Linked DNA regions of Gossypium hirsutum: region 2 is linked to region 1. A link is a contact called in public Hi-C data. All regions are on one chromosome and are shown on one strand. Each heading gives the region's core, a stretch centred on a gene start, on an enhancer-like site or on the middle of the called end of the contact. The rest is flanking DNA. Distances are from core to core; before and after follow the strand shown. Region 1 has its middle 16 kb from the start of LOC107922327. Region 2 holds the start of LOC107921419 (probable BOI-related E3 ubiquitin-protein ligase 2).

Region 1 (3,462 bases), core at 303-2,802:
TTCATAGCATCAAATGATAAAACAATAGAGACCATCAGACTGTTTACTCCATTCAATGTGGTTCGCATACAATGAAACTACCCGAGCAAGCGAATGAGTAGCTTTATTAGCTTCCTCACGAGTCCAACAGAATGACTAATGTTGAAAATGAGAAGCAACATTTCGGCAGTCCTGAACCAACAAACCAAATTCAGAGACATCAATATCTTGAGCATGCAAAGAGTTCACTACTCGTAAACAATCTGTCTCAATGATAGTCCGATCAAGGCGCAAACCTTTGGGCCATGATAGAACCTTCCGAATGGCCAACGCTTCACCAAAATGGGGCTCCATAGTCGTGGTCACATAACTGGAATAGGCCATAATGAACTGACTAGTATCATTTCTAAGAACAGCAGCGAAAAGACGTCGAATCTGAATCCGAAAAGGTTGCAGCACCTACATTACACTTGAGTCAGCCTCGTTGGGCTTTAGACCATCGAACAACCTCAAGAATGGTCGGATTTCTCGGTACTCGAGTATTACCAAAAATCTGACGAATCGTACTAGTTCTGCAAAAATGTTGCAGGCTTGCAGCTAAATACACAATATGAGAAACTGAGACATCTTTCTGTTGCCACTACCAAAGGTTGCGACAGAACCAAATGAATCAGATTAGAGTGAGTGATCGATCCCTCCTCGCCTCGTCCTGTAAATTGACACAAGCCGTGATAAAATCCCTACACAAAAAAGGAGCCTGTAGGCCAGCAAGCTGTCACACTTCTCGGGCTTTAGTACAATAAAAAGGAATGTGCTCTATACTTTCCGATGACCCACATCTATAACAGTTTGGTATAACATTTAAATCTTTAGCAGGAAGTCGTTCCCTGTGTGGAACAAACTGTCTCATGCATCGCCATGCAAACTCACGTACTTTTGGGGTATGGAATTGTTCCAAATCCTCAAGCAAGACCCCTTATCATATTAAGTTGGACATCAAAAAAATCTTGAAGCGCAACTCTATAGCCAGTCTTGATACTATACTTCCCATCGGTGTTGAAATGCCACACCATACAATTCGGCGACTTCACAAGGTTGACAGGAAACTTCATAATTCGAGCTGAATCAGGTGTAAGGATACCAATGATAAACTCCTCCTCCCCACTGTTAAATAGCTCCTTCACTTTCAAGTCCTCCATGTCAGGCTGTGGCATCAATTGCACAAAGAAACCGCAATTCTCACATAGCCAAGGATCATTAAAAACTTCAATAGTCAAGCCGTCCCCACTCTCCATCACGATCCCCTGTTAACAAGTCCCCTTTCTGCACAAATACTCCGCCAAACATATGACGGGTTGCTGCTCTCCGACGCTTCAAGAAAAGAACAGTGAGGGAAATACTTAGCTTTGAAATAATGGCTTGACAAAGAATTCGGATTCGAAAGAAGGCACCACGCCTGCTTCCCAAGTAAAGCAAGATTAAAATAACGCAAATTATGAAAGCCCATACCACCACCCTTTTTCGGCACACACAACTTATCCCATGAAGCCCAATGAAGTTTCCTATTGTCTGACCCATCCGCTCCCCACCAAAAAGAATCATAATTCTTTGTGAAGTGTCACGCGTGGTAACCGGAGTAAAAAAACGCCCATACAAAACACCGGCAATGCTTGGGCCACATTCTTGATAACCACCTCCTTGCCTAGCTTAGACAGAACCTTGTTCTTTCAGCTAAAAATACACTTGCAAAGCTTCTCCTTAATAAACGTGAAAACTTGACTCGTATTTCTCCCCACAAAAGAAGGAAGTCCAAGGTATCGTCCATGGTTCAAAGGCACCAAAACCCCCAAAATCGAACAAAGCAAAGCCCGAACACTAGATACAACATTAGAGCTGAACATGATCACAGACTTATGAAAATTAACTGCTTGCCCCGATGCTTCCTTGTACTAACCCAGAATATCTTTAATATTACAGGCCTCCCACTCTGTCGCCTGAAAAAAAAAAAGAAAATTATCATCCACCAGAAACATATGAGATATGCTCGGACCCCCTGGGCAAACAGAAACACCATGAATATCACCCCTCACTTTGACCCTTAGAAGAAGATAACTAAGACCCTCTGGACAAATAATATAAAGATAAGGGGAAAGAGGATCACCTTGTCCCGGTCCTCTATGCGGTAGAATCGGACCAACCTCGCTACCATTGAAAGAAATCGAGTATTGGACTGTTGTGACACAGAGCATAATCCATTTAACCCATGCCACACTGAAATCCAAATTAAGTAGAATATATTTTAAGAAGCCCCAATTGACCCTATCATAGGCCTTGCTAACATCGAGCTTAAGCGCAACCTCGCCTTTATTCCTCTGCTCTTGTTCCTCATATGATGGATCAACTCAAAAGCCACCATGACATTGTCAGTGATTAAACGACCTGGAACAAAGTCGATTGCATCTCAGAGATGATTCCCCGTAGAATAACGTTCAATCTGTTTGCAAGGACCTTAGCAACTATCCTATACGTTACACAGGGAAATTGGGCGTAAATCAGTCATAGAGGTCGGTTTGTCTTTCTTAGGAATCATCACCAAAATTTTATTATTTAGAAAATTGAGAAACAATTCTGAAGCCAAGAACAACATTGAGTGAAGATATCATCTCCAATAATCGACCAAAAACTGTTGAAAAAAAGCCAGACTCATACCGTCAGGACCCGACGCCTTATCCGAGTGCATACTAAACACAGCATCTCGAAATTCATGAATGCTGAACAATGCCATAAGCTGAACACTATCCTCATTTGTCACACAAAGCTGCAAAGCATCAAACTTGGCAAAGCCAGAGCCGCTAGAAGTAGAAAAAAGATTAACGAAGTAATGATGAACAATAGAGCATATCCCGTTATGATCAGTACATGGCCTCCCATCAGAATCTAACAACATTGGGATATGATTACCACGTCTCCTCTTTGGAAGCCTGTGCATGGAAAATCTAGTATTTGCTTTCCCACGTCTCCTCAGACAGCCATGAATTCTCAAACCGAAACCTCGGAACCGCGACCATGAAAAGATACATCCGCCACCAACTTAATTGGGGCTATGATCCGAATAAGACATGACAAGATTAAACAATCGGTGCCTAGGAAACAAATCAATCCAGCCAGAATTCAAGAAAGCTCGGTCCAATCTCTCCATTACAAACAAGTCTCTGCCCCTCCCTCTCTCTCAAGAAAACCTAAATCCAGACAAAGGAACCTCGCTAAGTTGACCATCCGAAATACACTAACGAAAACCATCTAACCACTGATTTGGATAATCCGCTCCACCAAACTTATCATTGATTGACAATAGATTATTGAAATCCCCCATGCAAATTCACGGGTAGTCAGACGCGCATTTGCTGAAGTTCTCAAAAGATTCCAACTTGCTAACTTGCGAGACGATTCCGAAAAGCCGTAAAATCCAGCGAAGCGCCATTT
Region 2 (3,462 bases), core at 496-2,995, 43 kb after region 1:
TATAATTTCCTTTTGGATGCAATCTGAATCAGGAAAAGTGTAATTAGCCCAGAAAAGGTAAAAATTGAAAAAGATACTCACCAAACCAATCTTTTTCTTTTGTTCGGAACTCACCAAACCACTACTGTAAGTAAAGTAAATACAAACGAAAACACATGATGACGGTTCACCTATGAACAAGTGTGCTTCTCCCAAAACCATAGACGTAAGAGTTAGACCCAAAACACGTTAATGCTTGCCTCCTTCAAACAACAAATGCTTCACAATAGGTGCAGGAGCAAAGATGTCTGCATGGTAAAAAGAGAACGCATGAACTCCTAGTGTTGCAAGAGTTAAGAGTTAGACCCAATACACCTTAATGCTTGCCTCCCTCTCAGATCCACAGACAGGACAAGAAACAAGAAATGCTTCACAAGAGTTGCAGGAGCAAAGGTGTCTGCAAGGTAAAAACAGAACGCATGAGCTCCTAGTGTTGCAGTGCTTACAAGCCATCTTTTTCTTGCTGTCTTCTTCTTGAACGTTATTGTCTCTTTCTTCTTCATCTCTGTGGCACGAACCATAATAAAAGGATTCTTCATCTTCAGCTGAACTGCTGACCCAAATTAGGCTCTCTCTCACTTGTTCCAGTCTTTTGTTTAGATCCATAACCTTCGCTTCATTTGCTTTTGCAAGTCTTTGCCATGACTCGCTTTCCATTTCCACTTTTCTTAAGCAGGCTTCAAGCTCCATCTTTTTCTTTGTTGCTCGTGCCAACTCTTCTTCTTTTCGCTTCATCAAATACAAGGCCTTTGATTCCATACTCTTTAGCAGAATGGTTTGTTGTTGCTTCCTTTGCTCTCGTAATACATATCTTAGCCTCTCATTCTGAGTTTTCCAAGCCCAGATATATGACACGAAAAATAAGAATTTTCAGTGAAACTGAAACCCTGAATAAAACAGTTAAACACAAAGGATATGATGGATTTCTTACCCGTAATTGAAGAAAGCAATCAATTTCCTGCCTTTGAATCTCCAGTTGAGCATCTAAAGGTTGAGAAACTGCCATGGGAACCAAGTTCTGAGCGTTTTGATGCGGATGAAAAGGAACGTCTTGAAGACTAGAACCAGCTTGGAATGAAGGAGCAGCAGGTGCAGGGTTTACCATCCAATCCTGAAGGCCACACATGGGCAAAGGCACACCCATATTTTCACGACACAACTGTGCTTGAACAGCCATAATAACTATCGCCAGGTATTGATCAAAACGAAGCAAAGCATCATTACAAGAAATAAAAATAAAAAGGATCCCCCTTGTCCCTTTGTAAATTCACTTACTTGGTAACCATGAAGGATATGAAAATGGGGTAGGTTTTAGTGCTAGAAAAAAAGATGAGGCCCTCCTTAAGACTTATTTCTTAATCGGCATAACCTTTGCCTTGTTTGTTGGTTTGGGTTCTCTGGTGTAACTGAAAATAGACAGACCATCGCGGAGGATACCCGTGGATGGTTATAAATAGAGTGGGAAAACCGACAAAAATCTTATGAGAGAGATACAACGACGACGTACACATTCAGATTTTGTGACAGCAAGTCACACAGGTATCGGCTCAAGAGATTTTCACAAAGAGGAAAAAAGAAAAATGTGTGGGTTTTGAAAGGGAAATTCACTGGATTGGGACGTGAAAGAGTCAGACGTTATAGAATAGAGGCGAAGGAATCAGAAATTTGGTGAATTTTGTCAGTTTTTTGGTCATTGGAAAAGGCTGAATAATAGTTCCCATTAATTCTTCCAGTCAGCTGTTGTTTTCATATCCTCTAATGAAACAATAAATAAAACCCACTTCTTTTATCACTAATTTTATCCTTTTTAAAAAAGAAACTCATCTTCTAACTGGAGTTTAATTATGCTCATATTTTACGGTCTTTTTAATGACCTTCGCTGTATTTATGTGGTAGGTTTCAAAACGACAATTTCCATGCAGAGGTCTGCAAATTGCGATTTGTGTTTGGGGGGGGGGGTATGAAGAGTTCTGAAATGCAGTTTTCAGGTTAGTCTGGTGCCATGTGTCAGCCCTTGGATTAATGGGCTAGTGTGGTCGAGACTGGTGGTATGGGCCAGAAACGTCACCTCATCTATAGTAAACCCAACTACCAGTCTCCTAGGGGCACCAGGATCCAGGAAGCATCGGTTGCGTTGCTTAGACCTTTTTAACTCATGGATATCAATTTAATCTTTAAAAATATAATTTAAAATGATAACGCCTAGATGGGCTTTTTGTCAACTTTCAACAAATACCTGGGCATCGGCCATTCGCCACCGCATTCAATATGCGAACACCTGGGGGCCTCATGCCTGCGCCTACCATGATAAACCTATCTTCAGAGTACTGGACGTGATTGTAGCCGGTCGGTTGATGAACAACAAAAACCTTTTCTAGAGAATTTGTGGTGATTTACTGACAAACAATGCCACACAACGTTTTAACCGCGAGCGCAGCATGTTACCTCTTTCATGCAATCACATTGCCCGCTGGTAAACTGCATTTGAGACGGAGGACGCGGTGGCTGCTGCAGATTCGTTTGTGCAATGGCTAAATGAGAGCTACATCAAAATCTCAGAAAGGGCTAGTTTCATACTGATATAACGACTTCGCTTGGCAGTAACTTCTCCGAGCGATGGTCCTTCCAATACCACTTGCACAAGGGGAGGTCAGTGAGTTTATGTGAGAAAATATTAGAATTTGAGGATGAAATTGTTGGACAAAACACGCGAATAAATATAAATATAAATAATTTATATTAAATACAAGATTTGAACATATAATATAAACAAATATATTTATATTTAAAAAAATGAGTAGATCTAAATAAAACAATTAAATAAATAAGCTTTTGAAAAACAGAAATTGAATAAGGGAATTGATTTTTACTAAATATTGAGGCATATTTTCACAGTTTCTTTAAGACAGATTCGGCCTCTCCTATGATACTTGGAGACACGTTGGTCAATTGTCTTCCAAGATACAACAATAAAATGATCGAAACAGTAGCACTTCTGCAGTGATCAACAAACAAACTTTGCATTCTTCTATCACCGAAACGTTTGAAAAATTGGAGAGATAAAGGGAAGAATTTTGAAGAGCAAAATAAATTCGTTGTATCTGTGTGTAAAAAATTTTGAAGAATTCTTTAGGCTTTTATAGGCATTCAATATGGAGGGATTTCGGAAATTTCCATGAATAAAGATACAAATTTGTATTAAATTTAAATCAATTTGAATAAAATCAAATCAAGATATGTAACAACCCGTTTTTAGTTAAATCGAAACAGTGGTTTCGGGACCACAAATCTGAGTTAGGAAGAAAATTTATTTTAATATTATTTCATGGTCTGCATTATGATAGGAAAGACGTATGAAAATTTTGATAAGAAAATTTTATTGATTTCATGTTTAATTGTTAGTAAGGACCAAATTGCATAAAC

Evidence for each region. Hi-C and Micro-C count contacts between places; a contact is called where the count stands out from the background.
Region 2: a Hi-C map of leaf shows a contact between it and region 1, with 4 times the contacts expected there. The contact joins the promoter of LOC107921419 here to the enhancer-like site in region 1. A contact is called at or near these places in 13 of 34 Hi-C or Micro-C datasets (callus, fibers, hypocotyl and 2 more).

What each region holds. Positions count from the first base shown.
Region 1 is chrD01:17,088,254-17,091,715 of Gossypium_hirsutum_v2.1, forward strand. No RefSeq gene overlaps it. Among protein-coding and RNA genes, the nearest start is that of LOC107922327, 16 kb to the left of the region's middle. Within about 2 kb of position 1,553, at least 6 of the 9 cell types and tissues checked have an H3K27ac peak or open chromatin away from gene starts, as enhancers often do. A contact at or near this core is called in fibers and leaf, where this site is marked.
Region 2 is chrD01:17,130,737-17,134,198 of Gossypium_hirsutum_v2.1, forward strand. LOC107921419 (probable BOI-related E3 ubiquitin-protein ligase 2) reads right to left here and starts at 1,746. Exons shown (of 2, transcript XM_016851272.2): 1 at 971-1,746; 2 at 202-864. The coding sequence starts at 1,216. The coding sequence ends at 340.